Regions from separate parts of the Macaca mulatta genome. Here region 2 is linked to region 1. The links are chromatin contacts, called in public Hi-C maps. All regions are on one chromosome and are shown on one strand. The core of a region is the stretch at or near the end of the contact, and the rest is flanking DNA. Distances in the headings are between cores, read along the strand shown.

Region 1 (6,672 bases), core at 1,773-4,272:
GCAACAGCCTATTAGTCTTCCTAGTTCCACACAGCAACCTTTTAAAACTTTTAAAATTTATGTCAGATCATAATACTTCTGTGTTAAAAATCCTCTGTGATGGCCAGGTGCGGTGGCTCAGGCCTGTAATTCCAGCACCTTGGGAGGCTGAGGCGTGTGGATCGTCTACGGTCAGGTGTTGGTGACCAGCCTGGCCAACATGGTGAAACCCCGTCTCTACTAAAAATACAAAAATTAGCCGGGTCTGGTGGCACACCCCTGTAATCCCAGCTACCCGGGAGGCTGAGGCATGAGAATCGCTTGAACCTGGGAGGCGGAGGTTGCAGTGAGCCAAGATTGTGCCATTGCACTCCAGCCTGGCAACAGAGCGAGACTCTGTCTTAAAAAAAAAAATTCCTCTGCGGCTTCTTTTTCAGAAAGCCCAAAACCTTACAACAATGGCCCACAAAATACAAAGTACACAATCTGATTATCAGTTAACTCTCTGGCTTCATCTATTACTGTCTCCCTGATTGCACTCCAGCCACATTAGCCTCCCTGCTCCTCAGACATACCAGGCATAGTTCTGCTTCTAGGTCTTTGTCCTGAGTTCCTTCTGCCTGGCAAGCTCCTCCCCGCACCAGACAGTATAATGGCTCTTTCAGAACATTCAGATCTCTACTGCACCTTATCAGAGTAGCCTGACCACCTTTATCTAAAACAAAACGACCCCCTCCCAGAATTGCCTATTTACTTACCTCATTTGTTTTGTTTTTGAGAAAAGGTCTTGCCATGTTGCCCAGGCTGGGAGCAGTGGTGAGATCATAGCTCACTGCAGCCTCAAACTCCTGGGCTCAAGCGATCTTCCTGCCTCAGCCTCCTGAGTAGTTGCGACTACAGGTGTGAGCCGCCACACCTGGCTAATTTTTTTCTTTTTTGTAGAGACAGAGTCTCCCTATTTTGCCCAGGCTGGTCTCAAACTCCTGAGTTCAAGCCATCCTCCCACATCGGCCTCCCAAAGCCCTGGGCATCAGCCACTGTGCCTGGCCCTGTTTTCTTCCTACTATTTATCACTAGCTGATATTTTATATTTGTTTATTTTCTCTTTCATCTCCACAAAGCATTTTGTGAGAGCAAGAATTTTTTGTTCATGCTTACATTCTCAGTGTCTTGCACATAAAAGTTGCTCAATAAATTTCTGTGAATCAAAGACCACTTTGTTGATAGACTGTAATTCTCTTATTTCTCTCTACTCGCTTTATACAATCTGATGTGCTGTTCCTACCAAATGAGACAATCAAAATGAGAATATTAATACATCTGCTCAACTGTGAAAAGATGCTGGTACTGTGGGGGAAGGGATGGGAGCACTGGGTAAAACTACGGTAGCTTGTCTAATGCTTCATTGCCCACTTGAGACTTCAAGACGACATGGTACACTAGATAAGAATCACTGCACACGACAGTACCTGTGCAATAGGAACCGCACACAGGGTTACTCCAAAGCCAACCGTCACAGTTTTGTGCCATGGTCTTATCAATTCTGAGAAACACCGCTTCTTAAAGTTAGCCACAACAGGAACACACAAACACTGTCTGTACCTGGAAGTAGAAGTCAGATTTCATAAGGCACGACCGCCAATCTGTAACAGGCTCTTGGATTTACTTGCAGGGGCTGTAAACTCAAACTCGAGCCAAGCAGGAACCTAAATGAGGATGCAGGACAGCTGAGGGGTTTTGAAATTTTCAACATACAGCAAGTTTAAAATGTTGCCTCAGGTAGGGTGTGGTGGCTCACGCCTGTGATTCTAGCACTTGGAAGGCCAAGGGCAAGGCGGGAGGATCACTTGAGCCCTGAAGTTCACGACCAGCCTGGGCAACATGGCTGGCAACATGACCTGGTGTCTATTTAATAAGAAAAAAAAAAGAAGGCCGGGCGCGGTGGCTCACGCCTGTAATCCCAACACTCTGGGAGGCCGAGGCGGGTGGATCACTTGACGTCAGAAGTTCGAAACCAGCCTGGCCAACATGGTGAAACCCCGTCTCTACTTAAAACACAAAAATTAGCCCGGAGTGGTGGCACAGTCCTGTAATCCCAGCTACTCGGGAAGCTGAGGCAGGACAATCGCTTGAATCTGGGAAGCAGACGCTGCAGTGAGCCGAGAGCGCCCCACTGCACTCCAGCCTGGGCAATAGAGCGAGACTCAGTCTCAAACAAAACAAAACAAAATTAGCCGGGCGTGGTGGCAGGCGCCTGTAATCCCAGCTACTCGAGAGGCTGAGGGTGAGAATTGCTTGAACCCGGGAGATCTCGCCACTGCACTCCAGCCTGGGCGAGAGAGCCAGATCCTGTCTAAAATAAAATTGAAATAAAATAAAATAATAAAATGTTGCCTTAAAACATTTTAGAAACGGATGCCATAATAACCGCTCCTGCAGGCAGGATTTAGCTCTGGACCCCTGGCCTGGGTGTCAGGTGTGTGTGACGGTCCCGCTACAATCGCCCAAAAGCCTGCAGGGCTAGGAAGGGAGCCCCGCGCCGAGGTCCCCCGCGCCTGCTCCCCGGGCCCCTTGTGCCTTCGGGAAGACGTCCTCAGACGCTTCCCTCCCTTCCCAGGCTCCCCCATGCCGCGTCCCTCCTCCTCTCCACGTCTTCTCAGGGACTTCGAGGGGCTGACGCGAGCTGGTCGGGAGGCGGAGTCGCCCCAAGAAGGCAGCCTGGGGTCTAGGGGATTCGTTTCTAGAAAATGGACGAACTGAAAACGAAGCCGGCTTGACCCAAAGGGCGGAGGCGGGACTGTCGTCAGTCCTCCCGAGCGGGGCGAGACGCCGCTACCCAGCTGGGCCGACGAGGGACGTGCGCGTAAGAAAAGCGGGCGCCGCGGGCCGGGCCACAGCGCTGTCCGCGTCGGTCCCTCCCTCTGGTCCTGTCCCCTCTACGCGGCGGCAGCGGTACCTGAAGAGTGAGGTTACACTCCGCGACAGCCAACTCTTCAGAGCCGCCATCGTGCAGCGGACGGACGCCGGACGCACACGCCGGAAGTGACGCAGCTTCGTGAGCGCGGGGCCGGGCACGGCCTCCACCAGAGAGCGCCTCACCCCATGGCCACGCCCCCACCCAAGGAAGCAGTCGGGATTGGGCAGACAGGGGGAAAGGGGGCGAGGCTTAGGGCAACGGCTGTAACGGCCGCGCAAGGCAACCAACCGCCGAAACTTCCGCGTGGGGCGGGGCATACGCAGGGCCTGAGGGCGCGGAGCTGAGTCGGACACCGTGACGCTACGGGTGGGCGGGGACTCAACTCCTGCCAGGGCTTGAAGGGAATTCCCTGGTGAGTTGGGGAGGCGGGGCCGGGCGGGAGGCGGGGCCGGGCGGGAGGCGGGGCCGGGCGGGAGGCGGGGCCGGGCGGGAGGCGGGGCCGGGCGGGAGGCGGGGCCGGGCGGGAGGCGGGGCCGGGCGGGAGGCGGGGCCGGGCGGGAGGCGGGGCCGGGCGGGAGGTGCGGCGGCGGCGCTGTCACTTCAGCACCAGGAAGTAGGTGGTCCAGCCGGCCAGCAGCAGCGCCCCGATGAGCACCGTGTAGCTGAGGAGCACGAAGGCGAGCAGCTCCCGCAGCAGCTGCAGCACGTGGACGGTGGACGAGGCCGGCATCGCGCTGCGCGGGAGACCCGGGACGGTCGGCACCCTGCCGGGCTGGCGCCGTCCCAGAGGGGCGGACGGGAACACACGAGGCCCTCGAAACAGCAAACGAAGGCTAGGAAGCCCACAGTGCCGACCTCCCCAACAGCCTCCTGGACGCTCGCTTCTCGGTTACACTGGAGAATCCTTCTCAACCCAAACTGCCCTCGTTCTTTGGCTCTGATCCGGGCTGAGGAGTCAGAGGCCCGGCTCTTCCCCGCGCCCCGCAGCTGCATGAGTCTTCCTCCCGGCTCGCTCCTCCCACCACCACCTCCTGCATTTTTAATGCTGTGAGTGCCGCTAATGGGCTGGTGGAGTATAGCTTTCTTTTCCCGTCACTCAAGCTGCAGCCCCAGCTGCGGCCCTGGCTGGAAGGGGAAGAGGAGACCCATTTGGGCAGGAGGAAGGCACAGGCCCAAACCTGCCCTTCTGTGAGTCCCCTGGCCCCAAGGCTTGCCAGCAGCAGAGATGGAGGATCTTTGCTTTGTGGTCCGGCATGCTTGCCTTCTGGCCAGCTGGAACTGCAGGGTGCCAGGTGGTGGGTGGGCATCAGTCCGATCCTGGGCTCACCTCCCCCACAATGCTCTGTACATCTGCCCCAGCCCTGCTAACTTCCACAAGAGACGGCATCAGACAGTAAGAACCCCACACCAGCTCATCAGACAGTAGGAACCCTACAGCACCTCCAAAGCTGCTTTGCCCAGCCACTCCCGGCAGTGTCGGGCACTGGCTTCCTTCTCTCCCCACCTCACTTACTTGGCAAAGTTTCCACGACTCTTCCACCCTGAAGCTCCGCGGTTCCGTCTGCTCTGGTGCCCAAAGGTAGCTTGTGTGTATTGCGCGATCTCGGTAGAACTGAGATTTTCAAGCAGCGGCACTCAACTAGGTGTGGTCTAGAGACCAATTACAACCTCCGCGTGGTCCCCGAGCTCTTAGCGAGCTGCGCACAGGCGTTCCCAGCCCAGACGGGGCGCTGGCAACCCTGCACGCCCTCCGCCTGTGTCGCCACCACAGCCCACAGGGCTCAGATGTGGTTTCACAGACCCAGATGGGCTGAGCAGGCGGTACACTAGTGGGTATTTCAAGCCCCTTCTGGTTTTTTTCTGAATGTTGTAGGGGGTTATGGGGTTATAGTGCCAATAGTTTCGTTTCTAACAAACACATTGAGAGCAGTCCCATCTCCTCGTCTGGGCACCAGAAGAACCACTGGACAGTGTTCACTTGCGACCACCCAACTACTAAAGCAAAAGCTGTTGTTGTCTTAAAAAAAATGCAAGTGCAAACATGCACGTGTGTGAGAACCAGGCTTAAGTGACCGAGATCTCCTGAGTGCTTGATTCCGGTTTACAAAGAGTTTCGCAGCTTACAGACTCATTATACAGGTACCTTCCCAATGTGACACTTCCAATTTCACCTCCACAGAATGTGAGGCAAAAGGAGCCAGTAAGGATTTCTGCAAAGAACAGACACTTTCCCAGGTGCAACAACAAAGGAAACGAAAGCATAAACTATGCTGCTTCTGATTATTTTGCTTGTTGCAGTAGTTTTTAGTTCAAGACTGTTTTCTGACCTTTGAAAGAGCAGGCAGTGTGGACATCAACCCTTTTATCAACATCATCATCCAGAAGCAAATGGCTCCTTAATTTAATCAGGATCTCTTATTATCAAATTATTGCCTTGGCCACAGTGAGGCTGAAAACAGGAGCAGAACATTATCAAGCTGCTCAGGAAGCCAGTGAGTAGTAATTACTCCCCCAGAGAACTGGTCATCTTCCGTGTCCTACCTAGTGGAAACGGAGTATAGCTGAGATTTATACCCTCCTCCACACCAAAATAATGGATGAAACAGACAGGCTATTAAAAATAGGCCTGATTCTGTTCCCTTTTAACTCTCACATCCTTCAAATGGATGTCTCCAGGCAGTTAAGTGTTCTAGCCTTTGCAGCTCCTTGTTACCACCCGATTTTGGGTGTTTTACAGCAACGGAGTAACTTAAGCTAAGAAACACTATGTGGCTTGAAATTCACACTAATCCATTTAGAAATGAAAGAACCAGAAATTTTAAATAACTGCCTTTTTCTTCTGTTGTCTGACAAAAAAGGTATCCTTTATTTTCTATAGGATGTCATCATTAAACCACATGACTGAATAGATCAGACTCTACAATAAATTCAGTCTAAAGATCATCTATGTGATGTCTGCATTTTTTGCCTCACCATCTTTATCATAGTCCCTCTTACTGTCTGCTTTAGACATCCAGTTCATTTTGATATTTTAAAAAGAGTATTTCAGCTGGTGTGGTGGCTCACATCCATAATCCCAACACTTTGGGGGGCTGAGGCAGGAGGGCCGCTGGAAGCTAGGAGTTCGAGACCACCCTGGCCAACACAGTGAGACCCGTTTCTACAGAAAATTAAAAAGATACTAACTGTAATAAAAAAGAAAAAAATAATTATTTATCTTAAGGCCAGGAGTTTGAGCAACATAGACCCTGTCTCTAAAAGGAAGAAAAAAAAATTAGCTGGGTGTGGTGGTACTTTCCTATAGTCCCAGCTACTCGTGAGACCGAGGCAGGAGGACTGCTTGAGCCCAGTAGTTCAAGGCTGCGGTTAGCTATGATTGTGCCACTGCACTCCAGCCTGGGCAACAGAGTTAAGACCTCATCACAAAAAAATAATTTCTTCTTGAATTAAACTCTGCTCAATTCAAACACTTCCTCCTGGTGACAGGCTGGTCTTTAATGTACAACTGAGAACAAGACAGACCAGCACGTCATGCTTAATCATAATCCATTTCCAGTGAGGGCAGATCTGAATGGAACAGAACTCACAGTGAGACTGTCCCAGTTTTCTCTGAGAATTAAATGTGCTGTTTTAAATCATCCCTCTTTCAACCATTACTCTTTTGTTCCACAATTAACAAAATACTTAATTCTCTGTTGGTTAGAATTCAACACTGTATAGCAAGACACAAAACAGTGTCTATGTAGACTTCTTTATTAAGGGGGCTGCTGGTGTAG
Region 2 (6,043 bases), core at 2,117-4,616, 41 kb after region 1:
TGTGATCCACCATGCCCAGCCTCACTCTTCAAGTTTAAAAATATGTAATTAAGTTATTATTAACTATAGTCCCCCTGCTGTGCTATCAAATAGTAGGTCTTATTCATTCTATTTTTTTGTACCCATTAACCATTTCCACCTTCCCCCAGCCCCCATCTTCTCTTTCATATTCTTCCATGCTTATCCCAGTTTTTCAAAAGACCACCTTGCACTGGCAAGAGTGAGGGTCTTCCATGAGAAGGAGCTCATACATTAAAAGCATCATATGGACCAAACTCTTTTAGATCAAACACAAGCTCTGAGATACCTGAGCACGTTTTCAGCAATTATATCCATCAACTCTAGCCTGGGTCTGACAAAAAAAATAATATTCTTGACATCAGCTGCCGGCAAACGATTCCCTTTAAGTGTGAACATTTTTTCCACTTCATGTTCCTAGGCAAACACATACACAAAAGGTTAACAGAAAGACTGAAATTTGCCTGTCATTTTCAGACTCAGAAATCATAAATACCCCCAATCAAGTGCACGTTAATATTTTAATATCGAAATTTAGATTCCCTCAAAGCCAAATACATAAAGGACAAAGTTTCAATATAAAGCCACTGGTTTTTTTTTTTTTTTTTCTGAGACAGAGTCTCGCCCTGTCACCCAGGCCAGAGCGCAACGGCGCGATCTTGGCTCACTGCAGCCTCCGCCTCCTGGGTTCAAGTGATTCTCCTGCCTCAGCTTTCCGAGTATCTGGGATTACAGGTGCGCACCTCCGTGCCCAGCTAATTTTTGTATTTCTAGTAGAGACAGAGTTTCACCACAGCAGCCACGCTGGTCCTGACGTCCTGACTTCGCAATCCACCCGCCTCGGCCTCCCAAAGTGCTGGGTTTACAGGCATGAGCCACCGCGCCCGGCCTTAAAGCCACTGTTACTGCATCAGCATTCAAATGATGCTTACATGATGAACTATCAAAGACACCAGGTAATGGTCACATAATGCTAGAATCAGTACAGAATCACTGGCCAATGGATACAAAATGTTAATCGGGCACTAGTATTAGTGTTTATAAAGACCAAACAGCCTTGCAAACCAATGATTCAGGAAGAAATATAAAATCCTATCATAACTGCTAAAGTACAGAATTATTAATCCCTTAACAAACCCCAAATAGCTCATTTACCTTCAATAGTGAATACTGTGCAATCAGGCCAAAGGGTCCAGTTAGGTATTCATCCCAAACTATTGCCTGTAAGAGGGGAGAAACATTCTCTTATTATAGTTAATATCAGGAATTTTAACAATATCAATAAAAAATTGCCTATCATAAACAGGAGGAATATTTGCTTCAAATTCTGGGTTAAAAAATTTTCTCTTAGTGTTACAAGGTTAAAATAACAATAAAGCAGAAAAAAGAATTTAAAAATGTTTGGGCTTTTGCTGTTATTTCATTTTTGAGACAGTCTTGAGTGTTGCCCAGGCTAGAGTACAGTGGTGTGATCTCGGCACACTGCAACCTCCGCCTCCAGGGTTCAAGTGATTCTCCTGCCTCAGCCTCCTGAGTAGCTGGGATTATAGGCATGCACCACCATGCCTGGCCAATTTTTGTACTTTTAGTAGAGATGGGGTTTCACTATGTTGCCCAGGCTGGTCTCGAACTCCTGACCTAAGGTGATCCACCCACCTTGTCCTTCCAAAGTGGTGGGATGACAAGCATGAGCCAATGCATGCGGCCGAATAAAAAAAAATTTAATTACTTCTGACCACATTCACATCCTTGTATATCTGTGTCATGGATTTATCAAATTGAGCTATATGGAAATTGTCAATTATACAGAATTAAAACCTACGATATAGGTATCACAAATCTTATTTGGGCAAAAGAGGATTTTTTTTTTTTTCTTTGGAGATGGGGCAGTGGTGGAATCACAGCTCACTGCAGCCTCGATTTCCTGGGCACAGATGATCTTCCTATCTCAGCCTCTGGAGTAACCGGGACTACAGGTGTGTGCCACCACATCAGGCTAATTTGTGTTTTAGTAGAGATGAGATTTCACCATGTTGCCTAGGCTGGTCTCCAACTCTGGGCTCAAGCGATCTGCCTGCTGTGGCCTCCCAAAGTGCTGGGATTACATTGCACTTCCTCTTCCACCACACCTGGCCAGAAGAGAAAATTCTTAAAAGCTCAGTAAGTTTAAGTAACTTTCCAAGGCCATATAGAGACCTCAGACCATACAGAGTGTAAGGGAGTGAGGACTCCAACCTAGGACTTTTTGACACCACGAGTCACTGCTCTGGACCCCTATGAGTATTTCTACTGCTTAACTCCAGTATAAATTTTTTTCTTAAACTAAAATATTTATTTAAATAATCGTACATTAACATTTAATTAAAAGAAATAATACAGAGCGAGCCCCTGTACACTTTGCTCAGTTTCCTCCAGGGGTAACATATTACAACCAGGAAATTGACATTGATAAAATCCATGATGTTATTCAGATTTCAGCATCCTTTGCTGAATTGAAACTGGACCCCTATGATGTAGCCTGTTTTTTTCTCTCAAAGGCTGCTAGCACCCACTCTACCTCTTCGGGTTCTGTTCTCTCCAAGACTGAGGCTCCCCAGTTCGACTTTTCACAGTTGTACTGTAACTTAGGGTGACGTATAAACCCTAAGGGGATGAAGGAGAAGTGACACCATTCACAAGAAATCCTATAAATTCTCTGATCTAGTTCCTGACTCCCTTGTGAAAACGGTGCTACTAGATAAGTTATACTACCTTAGGAGGCCAGGTTAAAAGCCCAAATGATTACAACTTCTCTCTTAACACGCGTGAGCAGCAGGTTGCAAGGTGCTGGTGTTTCAAGACAGTTTCTAAGGTACGATTTGTACTGACACGTATGATCCCCGTAATGAATGGACACTGGACCATCCACATTGTTGGACCGCCCACCCGTCCGGTGCCTCGGCAGGCAGCAGAGGAAACACCTGACGTAAACCGGCTCATCAGCGGCTGGGCTATCACAGTGGCTTACTCTGCTCTCACAAAACAGTCGCGGTGCCACTCCGGGTCCAGGCCGTACGCCCAGGGCCCCCCCTTCATCGCTACAGGGGTGCAGGTAAAAGGGCCCCGAGGCTCGCCTCCTTGGAAGCCCCGGGGACCTCGTAAACCGCGAACTCAGGCGGCAGGGAACGGATTAAGCCAGGCCGGACCAAGGCAGGCGAGGGCGGTGTCGCTGCCTCCCGCCCCTCACCTTGCTTCCTGCGCACTTGTCCAGGAACTCGCGCAGCTCGCGGCGCACCGCCTCGCGCAGCACGTTTAGGTTCACTCGCCCGTAGGACAGGTGTGCCGCCATCTTGCCCCACCACCCCCTGCCCCACAACGCCAACCACGTCCGCCGGTTCCAACGGGAGGACCACTGACGCAGTCACGTGACAACGCGTCCACGTGACTGATGCGGCTGCGCATGCCAACTCGGAAAACGGAAGCTACCGGGTTGGGGTTCTACCTCGCCTGGCCCTAGTGTCCACCTCTTTCTTCTACCCCAGTGGTGGTTCAGATTCTCGCCAAGACCCAGGGCGCGTTTCAGAACCTGGTCACTCCAGGAGTCGTCCGGCGCTGAAAAGCGATTTTAAAGATCTGGAGTAGACCGGGCGCGGTGGCTTACGCCTGTAATCCCAGCACTTTAAGAGGCCGAGGTAGGAGTGATAGCTTGAGGCCGGGAGTCCGAGACCAGCCTGGGCCGACTTCGTCTCAAACAACAACAACAACAGCAAACCAACCAACCAACCAACCAAACAAAACATTGACTCTCTCTTGTCCCTTTTAAAAATCGCGAATTTTTATTTGCAGCAAAGGTACTTGCTGTAAGATGATATCTTAAGGCCAAATTTGGATAGAAAAAAAAGCACATTTTTTTTGAGACGGTCTCACCCTGTCGCCCAGGCTGGAGTGCAGTGACGTGATCATAGCTCACTGCAGCCTCTACCTCCCGGGCTCAAGTGATCCTCCCACCTCAGCGCCGGAGTAGCTGGAAGCACGCCACCCACTGCTCAAATATTTTAAATTATAGCAGTCAGAAGGTTCTTAGCTTTGCACTAATCAAGGCTGTTTTGATTTGTGAGCTAAAATGTATGAGTATGGTGAGGAGTCGAGGGAATCTTGAGTGGACTTTTTTTTGGGGGGGGAGGGGGGGTAATCCCTTCCTAACAGACTTTTACAGAGATGTGGCATTTCACACAAAACAGTATTGCTTCTGGAATCCAGGTCCCACCACTTGCCTCAGTAAAATTACTGTACCTCAGTAAAATCATGTTACCTCTGAGTTGTAGTGAGGACCAAAGAGGACATGAATTTCATCGTGTAGTCCACGTGAGAGGCTTAGCTGGGTGCCTGGAACTTAATTGCTCAATAAATTATTAATATTAGTAGAATATATGCGTTTCAATACTTTGGGGGTGGAAATGGGCTTTTTGGGATCTGGTCAAAGATGAAAATTTCCTTCTTTGAGTGCATAGCTTACCTTTTTTTGAGACGGAGTCTTGCTCTGTCACCCCGGCTGGAGTGCAGTGGCACCATCTCGGCTCACTGCAACCTCTGCCTCCTGAGTTCAAGCAATTCTCCTGCCTCAGCCTCCCGAGTAGCTGGGACTACAGGCATGTGCCACCACGCCTGGCTAATTTTTTGTGTATTTTTAGTAGAGACGGGGTTTGACCGTGTTAGCCAGGATGGTCTCAATCTCCTGACCTCATGATTCGCCCACCTTGGCCTCCCAAAGTGCTGAGATTACAGGTGTGAGCCACCACGCCCAGCCCCCAATTTTTTCTTCTTTTTTTTTGGTGAGATGGAGTCTCGCTGTCGCCCAGGCTTCAGTGCAGTGGTGCAATCTTGGCTCACTGCAATCTCCGCCTCCCGGGTTCACGCCATTCTCCTGCCTCAGCCTCCCAAGTAGCTGGGACTACAGGCGCCCACCACCACACCCAGCTAATTTTTTATATTTATTGTAGAGATGGGGTTTCACCGTGTTAGCCAGGATGGTCTTGATCTCCTGACCTCGTGATCTGCCCACCTCTGCCTCCCAAAGTGCTGGGATTACAGGCGTGAGCCGCCGCGCCCAGCCAGCCACCAATTTCTTAAAAACCATTTAGTAACAAGACTGCAGTAGAAATTGCTATATGACTGTATAGGGTTTGATCATTTGAAGTAAAACCATTATGACAAACCTGAGAATATCAGTTTACTACCATTAGCAAAAAAGAATAGCCCTTTATTGGCTGGGCAAGTACAGCTCACACCTGTACTCCCAACACTGTAGGAGGCTGTGGTGGGAGGATCGCTTGAACCCAGGAGTTCAAAACCAGCCTGGGCAACATAGGGAGACTCACTCTCTACAAAAAAATTAAAAAATTAGCCAGGCGTTGTAATCCCAGCACTTTGGGAGGCCAAGGTGGGCGGATCACGGTCAGGAGATCGAGACCATCCTGGCTAACATGGTGAAACCCCGTCTCCACTAAAAATACAAAAAACTAACTGGGCGTGGTGGCAGATGCCTATAGTCCCAGCTACTGGGGAGGCTGAGGCAGGAAAATGGCGTCAACCCGGGAGGCGGAGCTTGCAGTGAGCTGAGATTGAGCCACTGCAGTCCAGCCTGGGCGACAGAGCAAGACTCCGTCTCGGGGAAAAAAAAAAAAAATTGGCAAGGTGTGGTGGCACTTGCCTGTAGTCCTAGCTACTTCAGTGGTTGAGGCGAGAGGATTGGTTGAGCCCAGGAATTGGAGGCTGCAGCAATCCACAGCCTGGGCAACAGAGTGAGACCCTGTCTCAAACAAAACCAAACCCACAAAACAAAAACGAATAACCATTTATTAAAGTAGATACAGAACACTTGTTTGGCCAAATTTTAATACTGCTTTACATGTTTTCTGTTTGTGAAACAATTTGTATTACATTTATAACCAAAAATTTCAACTGGTAACAGATTTAATATTCACTGTCAAACACACAGTTGATCATCTTGAGGGGAAAATACATCAAAGGCATATATACAATTATA

The links. A called contact is a pair of places that touch in the nucleus more often than the background predicts.
Region 2: a contact with region 1 is called in a Hi-C map of liver, with 2.3 times the contacts expected there. The contact joins the promoter of VPS33A here to the promoter of DIABLO in region 1. A contact is called at or near these places in 2 of 14 Hi-C or Micro-C datasets (cortical neurons and liver).

Annotation. Positions count from the first base shown.
Region 1 is chr11:129,601,471-129,608,142 of T2T-MMU8v2.0, forward strand. It overlaps DIABLO (diablo IAP-binding mitochondrial protein), which reads right to left and starts at 3,023. Exons shown (of 5, transcript XM_077955711.1): 1 at 2,936-3,023; 2 at 1,582-1,685. The coding sequence starts at 1,605. LOC144333182 reads right to left here and starts at 3,626. Exons shown (of 1, transcript XM_077955730.1): 1 at 3,491-3,626. The coding sequence starts at 3,626. The coding sequence ends at 3,492.
Region 2 is chr11:129,642,224-129,648,266 of T2T-MMU8v2.0, forward strand. It overlaps VPS33A (VPS33A core subunit of CORVET and HOPS complexes), which reads right to left and starts at 3,367. Exons shown (of 13, transcript NM_001257848.1): 1 at 3,245-3,367; 2 at 1,174-1,239; 3 at 308-435. The coding sequence starts at 3,346. CLIP1 (CAP-Gly domain containing linker protein 1) reads right to left here. Exons shown (of 26, transcript XM_077955576.1): 26 at 5,840-6,043.